2 separate regions of the Anser cygnoides genome follow, and region 1 is linked to region 2. A link is a contact called in public Hi-C data. All regions are on one chromosome and are shown on one strand. Each heading gives the region's core, a stretch centred on a gene start, on an enhancer-like site or on the middle of the called end of the contact. The rest is flanking DNA. Distances are from core to core; before and after follow the strand shown. Region 1 holds the start of ETV6 (ETS variant transcription factor 6). Region 2 has its middle 31 kb from the start of BCL2L14.

Region 1 (6,962 bases), core at 855-3,354, 170 kb before region 2:
AAAGGTGTCTCTGTGGGATCGTAAATCCTGCTAAAGGATCCTCCCTGGAGATAAGCTAAGCAGTAGCCTCTTAGTGAGAGGGAAGGAAACTAGCTGGGAGCCTGTTGGAGGTTTAATATAAGCTAATGCACTTCCTTTCTGCGCTGTGCAATGTTCACATAGAGCAGATCTAAAGGGGAGCTGACAGCTGAAGAAGCTTTCTCCTCACATTTCCAGAGCAACCATCCTGCAACCACAGGCCATCCTGCTCACCAAGAGTCGTTGCAGCATTTCCCATCTCCCCTACAGCATAGCATCCAGGACCACATAGTCTGAGGTCTCAAGAGATGTAACTAATGAGAGGAACTGCGGGAAATCGGGTTAGGAAAACAAGGGCAGAACCAAGCTGAGAAGAAGGATTTTGGCCCTCCTCATTCAAAGGAGTCAAAGATGTTCTTGAGTCACTGTAGCGAGTATCTGGCTAGAATGGTTGAGGTATCGCTGCTTCTGTAGGCACATACAGACCAGCTGGTGGTGTGGCCTGTGCTTCATCCAGACATGTTTGCCTCCCCAGCCATCGCGCTCACCTTCAGTAGAGCAGTGGGGAAAGGAGCGCAAGGAGCTGGAAGAGAACAGCTCTAAACCAGGCTGTTATCTTGGACAGACACTTGTATCCATTTGTACTGGTTTAGAGGTCTGCCAAGATTTTAATGGCTTGTATTTGTAAGGGTCATTGAGCAAAGTGGGAGGGACAGCAGGTACCAGTGAACACAGAAGGAAGGACGTATGGACACCGAAACTACAGGCAGAGAAATGAGATCCAGGACACAAAGCTTCACCATAACCTCTACTTAGAAAATCAGATTGCAACTGCATTGCAAAGGGGAATGATGAGGAGTAACAGGGCTGGTAATGCTGTAATGTCACTGTAATGCCAGTAACGCTGATTCAGGCTGCTGGCAGGTGGCAAATTCTGAACAAGCTTGTGAGGGAATTTGGAGACGAACTAAACCATTCCGGCGTTTGGGCTGTGTGCACAAAGGATGAGGCAGGTAGTTACCTCTAAATGTGGGCATCCATGGGCCGGGGAGATGGGGACCGACTGGGTGGGGATGAGGGAAGACTAACGCCTGTGTATGCAGGGAATGATTAATGAAAGGAGGTAACCAGGACAAATGGCAATGGCTAGGAAAAGTAGAGATACCTGGGTGCAAGGCACGAATTGCCAGAAAGGAGAAAAATTGTTTAGGGGACTGCAATACATGGTTATAACCAGGAGTAATTGGGTGAAACTGGACACGTGGAAATACAGGCTGAATACCTGCCTGACCGCAGGGGCTGTGAAAGAGCCTCCAAGAGGAGGCGGGAGCCCCGCTACCGGAGCCATTTAAAAGTACAGGGGACAGATCCTCTAGGGTGACCCAGCAGGCCCCTCCCACCCCGCACCCCTACGCTTAGCATATTTCCACATTTCTCATCCAATTCCTAGTTCTGATGTGTTACGGTTAATATAAGGAATCGCGAGAGCTCCTTGCCCGGAGGTGCACAGTAACGGGTGACTCAGCACCCAGGGACGGCCGGCAGCGGCCACGTGGGTGGAAAAAGGGAAAAAAAAGGAAACGGGGAAAAAAGTGGGAAAAGGGGGAAAAAAGAGGGGAAAGAGGGGAAAAAGGCGAAAGAGGGGGAAAAAAAGCAGTAAAAGGGAAAAAAGGTGCGAAGAGGGGAAACCCCGCAGGGGCGAGGCGGGGCAGGCTGCGGAGACGGGGAGCAGCGCCCCTACACGGGGCAGGCACCCGGGGGTCCCCAACAACGGGGGGCAGGCCCCGACCCTGCCGTGCGCCCCGCCCCGCCCTTCCCGTGCCCTCCGCCGCACTTCCTGGTCCAGGCCCTTAAAGGGGCCGCGGCGGCGGCGGCAGAACAAAGGCCATTGCTGTCCGCCCCGCTCCGCTCGCCGCCGTGCCCCTTTAAGGGGCGGGGCCGGCTGCCGGGAACCGACGTCGCTTGCGGGGATGCGGAACAGGGCAGCGGCGAGGGGGCGGCGCGGGGGCGGCGCGGGGCGGCGCGGGGGCGGGGCCGGGAGGGACGCCCGGCCCCGCCCCCTCGCCGCCCGGCCCCGCCCTCCCCGCCCGGGCCCGCACACGCACGCAGAGCCCGGGGGCAGCGGGCAGGGGGCGGGCGGCGATCGTGCGCCCCCCGACGAGGGACGGGGCCGGGGCTCCGGTGGCGGCGCCTCCCCCGGGCAGCTCCGCGGGCCGCGCCCGCCGCCGGGCGATGGTGGCGGCGGCGGCGGCGGCGGCAGCAACTTCCCGCTGAGGGGCCGGCGGAGGAGCGGAAATTTGGGGGGGGGAAGGCAAAAAAAATAAACAACAAAAAAAAAGAACCGAGAGAACTTCCCCCTGTGCCGCGCTGCGCCGCGCTCCGGCTGAAAGATGTCTGAGGCCGCTGCCCAGTGTTGCATCAAGGTAAAAATAATAAAAAACAAGCCTTCTGGGTTTTTGTTTTTTTTTTTCATTATTTTAATCATTTTTATTATTTGCGGTCAGCGGGGGGCTCCCCCCGTGCTACCCCCCCGCGCTGTTTTTACGCCGTGTTTACGCACGGAGGGCCCTGCCCCGCGCGTGTTCCTTTCATTATTATTATTATTGTTGTTATTATTATTATTATTATTATTATTATTATTTTCGCTTTTTCTGCTGTTTTTCCCCCTGCGGCGGCGGGAGGCGGCAGCGGGCGCCCTGCGTGCTCCTTTCCCCCCGCCGCCAACTTCGCGCAAAGTTTTGCTGCCCGGGGACGGGGATGGGATGCGCTCGGCGGCGCTGCCGCGGGGGCGCTGGGGCTTCTGTTTTATTTTAGTTTAGTTTAAATTGTTTTTTCCCTTTCCTCCCCTTTACTCCCCCTCCTTCCCCTCGCTTTATTCCCGGCCGGTGGCCGTGCCCAGCTCTGGCTGCGGCTCCCGGTGTCAGGAGCGGAGACAATGGGAACAAAACCCGGCTGCCCTTTTTTTTTTCTTTTTTTTTTTTTTTTTTTCCCATGTGTGCCCAGGAACCCCCTGGAAGCAGCCCTTACCCCACTCCTTCCCCCGGCCGGGCACTCCCTGTCCTGCCCGCGGCCGCCAGAGCCTCCAGCGGAGGGCGAGCACCCGGCCGGCTTCGCTGCACGGTGCTCGCCGGCCTGGCTCTATTTTGGGGGCCACGGCGGGTGGCGGCGGCTTGTACTAAAGAGGCACCCAGGTTTGGGGCGGCGTGGGGCCGTGGAGCACCCCCTGTGTACAACAGGCGTGCGGTTTGCTAAGCAAATCCCGGTAAATATAAAGTGAAACGTAGCTGCTTGGTTGGTCTTTTTTTTTTTTTTTTTTTTCTTTCTCCCTGGTGGATCCTGTGGGAACATGGGGTGTAGGCAAGAGAAGGCGAATGTCACGCACAAAAAAACTAGCAGCGTATGAGTTGTGTTTCCTTATTTTAGAAATGGGGCATTTTGAAAATAGGAGGCTTACTTCTGCTCTTACTGAAGCTGGCAGCAAAACTACTGTTGATTTCAGGAACGGTAACGCTGCTTCTTCTCTAACCCTAAGGTACATTATAGAGTCTTATCGTACAGGATTAGCTACTTAGCAGGACAGATTCAAGAAAACATCTTTTGGAGCCCCGAAACGTTTAAACGCCAATTTTTCATTACATTTCATTAGGCTTTTCTCTGGAGGTGCTCCAAACCCACCTGGACACGACCCTGTGCAACGTGCTGTAGGTGACCCTGCTTGCCAGGGGTTGGACCAGGTGATCTTCAGAGGTCCCCTCCAACCTCAAACCTTCTGTGACTTCACATTTGTATGTGCAGCTGCCTATTTCAAGTGCCATGCTGAACTTAGTGCAGTCTGAACTTATTTTGTAGCATGCATTTTCTTCACGTGCCGACTCTTGCAGCTGTCTTTGTAGAGAGACAGGAACTACCGTCCAGGTGAAGTACTTCAGAGGGTGTCCCGAAGGCCAGGAAAAGCAGATTAATTGGAATGGAGGAAAAAGTTCAAAGGGGGACAGAGGAGAAAATGGGGAGAAGTTTTTTTTTGCTTCTCTCCTGGTGATGATTTTAATAGTTTCAAATATGGGAAGTACAAGCTTTCGGACAGAAATACGTATTTCAAACAGTAACATTTCTTCACCAAGCCATTCTGGATAACTTTCCCTTCAGTTTTTCACACACCCTTGTTTTTTGGGGCGCTTGTTTCAGCCAGCCCGAGCGGAAACTGGTTGCGATCGGCAGCTGGACTCGAGAGGAGTAGTTCAAGCCACGGTGTGACTGTACAAGTAGGATGCGTTATTTCCCAGCGCGCCAGTCCAGCTCGTGCGGCGCGGGGCAGAGGCAGAGGAGTGAGCAGGAGCCGTGCTGCGGTGTGGCTGCTGCGCTGCCCTGAGGAGTAGCCAAGTGTGCTGGGAGAGTGTTGCAGGGCTTCATTAGGAGCCTGTGCACTGGAAGCAGTGGTGCTGGTTGCTGTATTTTGTGTTTATTTTTCTTTTTTTTTTTTTTTCCCCTCCCCTGACACGGGGCAAGGCTGTGTGCAGTAGATTCCACAGCAGCTGGGGTGATGAACCATGGAAAGCTTCAACGAAGGGAGTAAAGGCTAGACCTCCGTTTATGCCGGGATGCTCCATGCGTGGTCTCCCTATCTACCTTATTAGAGAGGCACTCTAATAAGGTTTAGGAAAACTTTGAGGAGGTGAAATTTTGGTATGTATTTAGCTGCTTGCAATCAGTATAAACTTGCAGTAATATCTCGGTTCACGTCAAGTACTTATCAGTGTGTGTGTGATCGTATATTGATACGTGTTTGCTTTGCGGCAAGTGTGTGTGTGTGTTTACTTGCACTAGCTCCTTGTCCAGGAGAAGCACAGGGCTAACGTCCTGCTCTTGCCAGCGCTTGGGTGTGTGCATGCCTGCCTGATGGCAGGCAGCCCCGGGAGCCCTGCTGTCCTGGTGCGGCAGGCAGCGAAGTGTCTGCATGAAGGGTGTACATCTGAGGGAGCAGTCACTGCTGGCGTTCTGGAAATGGCATTTCGGAGCTCAGAGGTTGGTGTGGAGGCTGAGCCCTCGGTGTTGGCTACAACTTCGGGCACTGGCAGGCTCGCTGCTGGGAACTGGTAGGCTTTGGGCTTGCGGCAGACTCCAGCCTGGGACAGCCCAAGGGCTGTGACTCCAAACCGGACTGAGAAGGGACATACATGGTTGTCACTATTGGATGCCTTTTTTGACCCTGCCATTGGGATGTTACATTGGTAGCAAACCGTTCTCTACTCCTGAGCCTTAGCAGTTAACAGATACGTTATCATATATACTGTCACGATGTTCCCCCCACTCTCCTTACCGTATGAGCAAGTGACCCTTATGGCTTTGCCTCTTTTCCTCCATCCGAGAGAACCGAGGCACAGGAAGAGTGCAAACATCTTGGCAAAGGCTTATTACACCAGAGCAAAGGCGCACAGGAGCCAGGGCTACAAGCTTGGTGCCTGGACACTGATGGTAACTTTTTGTGACCAGTTAGGATCCACGTGGTAATGAGGTCTGTCTAAAACCCCACCTGGAGCTTTCTGATTGTAAGGGTCTTTTTTTTTCCACTGAAATAGTAATACCTTAAGAATATCACTGTGCTGTCATACAGAGGCTCAGAACTCAGCAGGCAAATAGAAGGGTCCCAAAGGCCAATAGAAATGTCCCATAATATATGTATAAAGACACGTAGTTAATATATCTATAAAATAAACCTGGCACTTTCATTTCCTTACCCTGATTTACGATGAGACCGTACAAACAAGTGTGTTGGCACAAGCGCGCAGTTGTGGGGGAACTAAAACTGGGAATCTGTGGGGGATCGGCTGCTTCAGATCGCAGAGACCAGGGCTTCTCCAAGCCCAAACTCCCCTGCATGTGTCTATCAGATGTTTGAGCCGAGTGTGCTTTCTGTGGGCAGCACTGAATGTGTGGAGTTTTCCTGTGAGTCAGGTTTCACAACTGGTTCCCGTGTTGCATCGCCTTTGTGAAGCTGTGCGCTGGTGGATGTGAGCGCTCTCCCTTGCAGTGAGCTGTACGTGGCCCCTGTGATTGCAAGGACCCTGCAGGAGTTGGCACAACCCTGTAGCTTGAGGATTCGTCTCACCAGTGCTCATTTCAGATTCAAGGATGTACATTGTAATCATTTAAAGAAAAGGAAGAGGGGAAAAAAAGACTGCTCATGTAAGCCGAAGGGCAAAGAATCAGCACAGTGGTTGAGCTTTCAACCTTAACTGGCTTCCCCAGATTTTTTTTTAATTTTAATTAGTGCTTTATGTTTCCTAATATTTCATTAATACCGTGATGTTTTTGTGAATAATCCTCTCCCACCGAAAGCTTCCCATGCCAAGCAGGGACTGTTGAGCACCAGGCAGACAGAATCCTGTTACCCTTAACCACAGATGAGTATCTGTTAGCACAGAGTACGCTTCTTAATGTTTATTAGCGAATGTGTGTACTAGGAGGCTGATCCTTCTTGTGTTAGTATCAATGACAAAACTCCCATTAAGTTCAGAGGGTGTAGGACTGAATGGGAGAAGACCAGTTTAGAAGTACATACGTATTTAACGTCTGATTAATCACTTAACTTCTTGGCACCGGTTAAATTTAATCCCTCTGAAGCCAAATTTTACTAACACAGTCCCAATTAAACACTGGTCATTACTATTCACTGTGTCATTATAGGCAAAGTCAGTTTCCTGGGAGGCAACCCATTAAAACAGCAGCCCCAATCTGAAATGCCCCAATTAAACAGAGGATACTTTAATGATAATTTACATGTATATTACACCTTGCATCTCAAAGTGTCTTTTGAAGGGAGGTGGCTAAGCAACGCTCTGCTGATAGAAATGGTGATAATCAGGAGGTGAAGCCTCATATGGTTACACAGAAGTAATTGTTCTGCCTTTTAGAAAAGTTATCTGGGTCCTCGAGTGCTTCCCAAT
Region 2 (7,338 bases), core at 2,936-5,435:
CAATTTTCATATTCACAATGTACTTCCAGTGGAAAACATTTTGATAATCACTTGCTTAAAGAAGTTAAAACCACTGCCTGAAACAGGTCTACACTTGTGTTATGGATTACAATAGAAGACCCTGGAGAGGAGAACACAATGAGAGTTTTCTGTGTGCAGACTTTTCGAGGTTAGCTGCTTCCTCAGCCAGCAGGCATCAGGGGATCTTTTCTGCTTTGTTTTGCTTTACACAGGCCTATTTGATGAACACCAAAAGCCATAGCTTGCTACCCACCTTGACTTCATCAGCTGTCAGGGTCCTGTGAACATCATCTTGGCAATTATTCTCCAGAAGGAAGCAAAAAGTAGTGGCTTTAATGATTAAATTTATTCATTTATTATTAATCTATTTATTTATTTATGTATTTCTGTGGGAAGAGAGATCCACGTGTATAAGCATTGAAGTAAAACATATGCATCTTCTTCTGTTTGTTTTTAGCTATGCAAGTCTCAAAGCCCAGCAGAGGCCAGGCTTGGATTAGGCTCTCCTGTCCACCACCAGCAGCAAGTTCAGAAATGTCACCACTTTTTTTTTTTTATTTCCCCCAAGGAAATATGCGTCACATGGCAACAATGCCACTCCAAGGGTAAGTCATCCTTGCTGACTGTGGAGCATCCACACACTCCCAGGAGACTCAGTTTGTTGTGCTGGAGGTGGTGGAGCTGAAAGAAGGAAACTCAGTTCCTTCTTTCTTATCTTTTCCTCTCCCTTTTCTATTTGCTATTTGTTTGTCCTCACAAAACCTTTCAAATGGTGCAGATACCCATTAGTGGAGGGCCTCCACCACTGGCTTAAGGCATAAAAACCAAACAGCAATGTTATCAAACAGTCTGGAGCTAGGGTTGAGTAGAAATATGTTGTCCAGCAGGAATCCCCAGAAGAAGTCTATGCGGAAGCAAACCACGTGCAGATACCCAGCCTGGGATGTGGCCAGGACAGTATCCTCAGACTTGCGCCTCTATGCTTTTCTCTTTTCCTTTTTTTTTTTCAATAAAATTATCAGGGAATGCTTTCTTACCACCCGTGAGCAAAGCAACAGCAGTTTGTGCCCAGGCGGAGGGCATAGTACCACTTCCTGTTTAATGGGATCGCTGCCTGAAATGGCTTTGGCCGTGTGTGCTTGGAGGCCTCCTGTCCACACTCTGATCCAGCCCAACACAGCTTAACTCCTGACAGGATCACAGCACAGGGACACACATGCCCGCAGGCAAATAATCACACCAGAGGCTGCGACATGACAGTGCAGAGACCTAACCTAACCACCAAGCCTGCTGTGGGTGCAGCTCTTTGTAGTATTGCAGCTCCCAGAATTAATGAACTTAGTAGCGCAATGTGACGGGCATGTAAGCGGGATCATTCACACCCATCTCACATCCGCAATGAGATGGATCAAAGCAACACACTGTGCCGAGGTGCCCGTGCCCATCTGCTGGTCTATCTGCCACAGGCAGCACGGGGACTGGCAGAACCGCAAAGTGGAGGGACCAAGAGTGAAGCGGGAGACCCAGGCTACAGCGAAAGGGAGGACAGCGTATTAGCGATGCAGCGCTGATCTTCCCTAGCTGCCTTTGCTGCTGATTTATAGAGCAAGTGCAACTCATTTATCCAGGCTACCTTCATTTTATTGTTATTAATTGTTACGAGTTTTTTTGGCAGGGACAGGGAAGCTTGTCTGATTAAAAATAGCTTTGGGGACGGCAGCTGGCAGAGTCGCAATGAGAGAAGGATCCAGCTCCAGATCTTTTTTCAAAGAACGTGTTCTTAGCAAGTAATTGGGTGCAATCAAGTGCAGAGATAAATAGCAGCACTTCCCAAGGTGTAGCTCGAGGCCCTGATCATGCCAGTTGCTGTTGGCTGGCTAACATTCAGAGAGGCCAAAGGTCTGCTCAAGTCTCTACAGGCTTTCTGGCAGGACCAGTGCCCAACTGCTTTGCAAGGCTGGAGAGAAGAGATTTTTCTACACAGGATGGTCTTTCTGGTGTGCAAAATACATCATAATGCTATCAAAGACATGCAGCATTAAGGGCTAAGAATCTGGATCCTTAAATGCACGTGCATCTTCGCTCTTTGTGGCTGATGCACATGTGTTCCTACAGGGCCTCATCTGTACTCTCCAAGCAGTTCCCACAACTTTCTCATTTTACATTCTGCATTCAAGCAAGTTTCTGTAACTGAAAAGGAAAATTAGCAGCAGGCTGAAGAAGCGACAATCTAACTGAACAGCAAGTGTGCTGACAGCTGGAAAGACATTTCACTCTTTTCCTTCTTTTTAATAATGCCCACTGATCGTTTTATTGCAGATCCTTGCTCTCCATTTCAGATTCATGCCAGTACACTTTAGACCTACACATGAACACAAATCTGAGCTTGTCTCTAGGTCACAGATATTTTGATTTCCTCTGCCCAATCTACTCGTGATTTTGCAAGGATGGCTCTCAAGCAGATTCAGGAAGCTGGTGCTTAAACTACAGGAGGGCTTCACTAGTAGGTTTTGGCTAATGTGGTCCAAGATCATCGCTGTGGGTGTGACCAATCCAGCTTTATGGCATCCAAGTGTTCGCCCCATCTTCCAGCTTCAATTCCAGCCAAGCCAGAGAGCAGCAGGACTTCTGGAGAGCTGCCCTCATCCGTAGCCTTTGAACTTCTCATGGAGGTCTCTGCTGCCTCTACCATCCACGGCCTTGCTGAAGCTTCTTGTGGCTTGAGGGCACATGAAAACTGTGTTCTGCAGCTCCACAGATCAGGAGGGCTGACCTACCTTTAATATACTGCTTTCCAGTGGATTTCTGTACTCACTTTCAGGGAAGTTTTGGCAGTCTGCAAAGCTCTTTGGAAAACATCCTGCGCTGTCTCGTTAGGTGAGAAGAGCCCCTGGAACAGTTAAAAAACCAATGCATTTGTCCACGCATCCTATTTGCAGCAGGAAAGTGCCTCACTGCTTTGCTTTTTTTTTTTTTTCCCCTCAGTACATACAATGAAAACATCTGACATTGTTAGGATATGCATAGGCAGACTCGGCAGCCTCCTTGGATCTGGTTGGATTGGGACATATAATTTAATTCTGGGTCTTGCTTGCTCTCTTCCTGAGTATACTCCTTATCAGCAGAGTAAGGCTGAGCAGGTCAGACAGCAAGCACCGTCGCTGCGGTTAGCCTGCTCTGACAGCAGGCAGGTGCTCGTTGCTGTAAACCAATGCAGTTACATTGAAATCAATAAACCACAATTCATACCAGCGCTGAAGTTCTGGCCCTGTATTCTGATGAATATTTTTTTGTTGTTTTCTTTTTTTTCCTTCATCTCTTGAGCGTGTTTGCTGACAGCAGCCCCCACCCAAGGCCGCACGCCGTGCCAAGAACCAGCTGAGCCCGATGCAGAGCAGCGAGTGCCACCTGCTGAAAGCCCCACCTTCCCTGCTCGCTGCTGCCGGCCTGTGCTGCACTTCCCAAGACACAGAAGAAGAGCAGGAAAGAGGACTGCAGTTGGTTAGAACTCCATCACCCCTGTTTTAACAGTCAAAACCTCCTGGCTGGGTTGGCAGGGGGGAAAGGGATTTGTTTTCCAGGTTTTCAGTCTGCTTGAAAAACATTTCCTTTTAAAAGGAATGATGTGCCTTTAAGGGGAAGGTAGCAGGCAATGATCCATCTTCACCACATACAGACTTGCCTTGTTCTTCCATTTCTGGCTGAGTGATAAAACGTTAAATGTCATTTCCTGTATCAGTGGTTAACCACTAGATGCTGGATCAGAGATTTACCAGAAGTGCAATATTCAAAAGTGGACCTGCTGCTTTCAATAACACTTTCTTTCACCCCGTGGGAACCACTTAACCTTTGGGGGGGGGGAGGAAAAAAAAAAAAAAAAAAAAAAAAAGAAAAAGAATCCCTGGATTTGGGTAGGGCGATAAGTCTTGTGCCAAGGGCTCGCACCTTGTACAGGAAGTCATAAGGATAAATCCTTCCCTGGCCGCAGACTGCCACAGCAGTGAGCCTTGCCAGAAAGCAAAGCTGCTACGCGAACTGCTTATTAGCCCGCAGTTCTATCAGCATGTGGAGATCAGGCACTGGAGGACATGGCTGTTTCGCACCCGTTCTCCTATAATAAATATTTAGAAAACAGACTGGCAGCAGAATCCAAAAAGCATATTCCCTATCAACCCCTTACTTCCCACTTATTTTACACTGCAGAGGTGAGCAGTTTATCTGCCCAAGTTGTATTCCTTTAATTATCATCACCACAGTCATTTATGGGGCTGGGGGGATTAAAAATCATTTTGGGAAGAGCAGCTGGCAGAGTAAGAAGCAGATAAGTAAATTTCAGTTAGGGCTACATTTCCAAAGGATGAATTTTGAACATGTGGTTTTGCAATTGCCTGTGCAAACAGAGCATTATTTTCCTAATTACATAATATTTGTAAAGCACTCAGAAAATCAAATGGCTAAGCACACATCGAGAAATACTAGTTATAGAAGTTTGTGGCTAGTGGTGATGAGCGTCTAGAAATAACAAGTGGGTACTTCAGACATACACCTGATGTCTGAACTGCTTATGCAGGGCTCTCTGTTGCAGCAACACCCACCACTTCACCCTCCAGCCCCTGTACCATCTCAGCATCCCTGCTCTCAGAGAGCTCCAGCAGCTCAGCTCACTTGGAGAATGCCTGTTTTTAAGGTGAGGAATGGCTCTGCCTTTGCTGCATGCATGTGCCTTGCACAACAGAGCCCTTGTCCCTGAAGGCAATCTGCAGGCAGCATTGCAGGTCAAATAACAAATAGTAATAAGCTCAGAGTTGAGGTACCTCACTCCTTTCTTCCTCAGCCAACAGGAAACCCCCACATCTCTCTTGTCATTGCTATTTATTCAGTTGAACTGCAGCAGCACCCAGCTGACTAGACGTGAACCAGAACCCAGCCATTCTAGGTGCTGTACAAAACACCTCACAGCCTCCCTCTGAGATCTGATGCTCTCAGGAGTGAAAGGGGAGTGCTCTTAGCATTCCCATCCAGGCACACCATGCCCACTGGCCTCCTGCCCTCAGTTTAGCTCCCGAAGCCCCCAGCACAGTATCAGGAGGTCAGACCCGGAGCTTCCCAGGTAGACAACGACAAAGAGCAGTATTGACATGGCATGTCTTACATTGCTCTTCAGCAGCGTCCACTGGCAAATGAACAGAAATAAATGGAGCGGGGCTAGTTCCAGGGGAGAGCCTTTCTGGGCTGCTCAGGGGAAAACTGAGATGGTGGACGATCCAAGAAGATTCCCCCAAAAGGCGGTGTGTTTTTTTCTTTTACTCCAGAACTCACAGGAAATCTCCAGATTACTCATCCTTTCCCAGGAACCCTGGCTGGAAAAAAATCAAGGGGCCTCACTATTTTCCTACAAACACACACACACGCACACACACAAAGGAGCCCTGCAAAGACCTTAACACCAGCTGTGCTTGCCCTTGCCAGAACTTCCTGAATCCACCCCCGTTTACCCTAGCTTGCCAAGCAATGCAAATATTTGAGAGGCCACCTCGTTTCCGCAATGTCTGATGTAAAAATCCGCATCAAATCCAAGCAGTAAAGGCTGTGACTCACAGCTACTCAGCAGCCAGAAGTCCTGTCAGGCAGGCCAAGCTTTTATATAGCAGGAGGTCACTGGAACACATTCTGGCTCACCTCTCTCATCGATCAAAAGAGTGCAACCACTTAGACACGTCTCCTGCTTGCCTTCCCTTTTTAAAGTCAAATGCTGAGGAGCTGCTTCCGAGTAGGCAAAGAACAGGATGACACAGATACAATATCACTGGGAAAGAAAATTAGGTTTTGTTTCAGCAACTGCTGAAACTTACAGCACTGATGAGTTCTGCCATGTAACCCAGAGGCTGTGGCCAAGAGAAAATTGAGTCAGAAGGCTTGATTTCAGTTCCTGCCTCTGCTACTGCCCTGCTGTTTGATCTTGGGTTAGTCACTTCACCGCCCCTGGAAATAAAGTCCTTCTCTGATGAATACTACTTGGGAACAGTCTGGAGATTAACAAGAGAGTAGAAGAGCTTGTTAGCATTTTCAGGTGGGTCCCAGGTCAGGGAGAACGTAACAGCATATTGCTACAAGGTCTACACAGAAGATGGGTGGTGAGGAAGAATGAAGTAGAAACGGATGCTCTAGTAGATGTAGTAGACATCAAGGTGCCCAAAAAAGGACTAACAAAATGGGGACTTGCCCCTGTTGCACACACACACACACACATACACACACATTGGGAATGTAGAGCTTCTGGGCTTCCAGCAGGCTGAACAAGCAAGACATGCCTCATCACAGAGTCCCCAAGGATGTGACCTGCCTTTCATGCTTCAAGGTTCAAATCTTTTACCACATCAGTAATCCCACACGTTCAGGAACCATGAATCAGGGCTTCAGAAGTTGTAAGTCTGACCTCAACTTTCCAAAGTTTCCAAAGCATGCCTCTGCACACTCTTTTCTTTCTAAATGAGCACCCAGATTATTTTCCATATCCAATTGACTCCAGAAGTTGGAACTGGTGATCTGTTTGTAAGGGCACAGAATGGGGTAGAGTATGGCCTCCTTCAGTCTTCCTGTTGGAAAAAACCTTTTCTGCCGATTTGCAGTTCTGCAGCAGACCACACCTACTACATAAAGGAAATAATTGCTACCTGACTGAAGACTCAGAAATAACATAATCAATTGAGATATTTTTTTTTCTCGTAGGTCTTGTTTATACCTCAGAGTTGTACTGGTTTGAAATAGGTTTACTGCAGACTGGGGACACATGGATTCATTAAACCATGTCAAATCAAATGTCTCAAATTAAGAACATCAGTTCAAGCTAAAAGGCATTTAGAGCTGACCGGGGTAGCAAATTTAGCCCTGGACACCTGCATCTTCCTAAGCAACCTTTCAAGGTGGTTCCTCCACCCTTTAAAAGCACAACATGCTTACTTGCACACAGCACATGGCTTCTGGCTTCAGGCTTAAGTCTCCAGCTCCACTTCCCCCTCTGTACTTCCAAAGGAACTACACAGATGTATCACACTTGGTAAATCTGTGGAAGCCGGTTCAAACCTGTCTTACAGCAACTTATCCGAATTCTGATCCAGCTGCCCTTCTCCATCCCTCCACATTTATTTTCCCACATCTTCCCTCATATCTGCAGGAAGGGGTTAGACATTAGAACAGTTCAGTTAGAAGGGACTTGCAAGGATCGAGTCCAGCTGCCTGATCACTTCCAAAAGTTAAAGCCTATCACTGAGGGCATTGTCAAAATGCCTCTTGAGCACTGACAGGCATGGGGCATCA

What was found. Hi-C and Micro-C count contacts between places; a contact is called where the count stands out from the background.
Region 1: a Hi-C map of liver shows a contact between it and region 2, with 1.9 times the contacts expected there. The contact joins the promoter of ETV6 here to the enhancer-like site in region 2. A contact is called at or near these places in 3 of 7 Hi-C or Micro-C datasets (all in liver).

Annotation. Positions count from the first base shown.
Region 1 is chr1:72,624,353-72,631,314 of Taihu_goose_T2T_genome, reverse strand. It overlaps ETV6 (ETS variant transcription factor 6), which reads left to right and starts at 2,104. Exons shown (of 7, transcript XM_048053632.2): 1 at 2,104-2,441.
Region 2 is chr1:72,452,693-72,460,030 of Taihu_goose_T2T_genome, reverse strand. No RefSeq gene overlaps it. Among named protein-coding and RNA genes, the nearest start is that of BCL2L14, 31 kb to the right of the region's middle. Within about 2 kb of position 4,185, at least 2 of the 3 cell types and tissues checked have open chromatin away from gene starts, as enhancers often do. A contact at or near this core is called in liver, where this site is marked.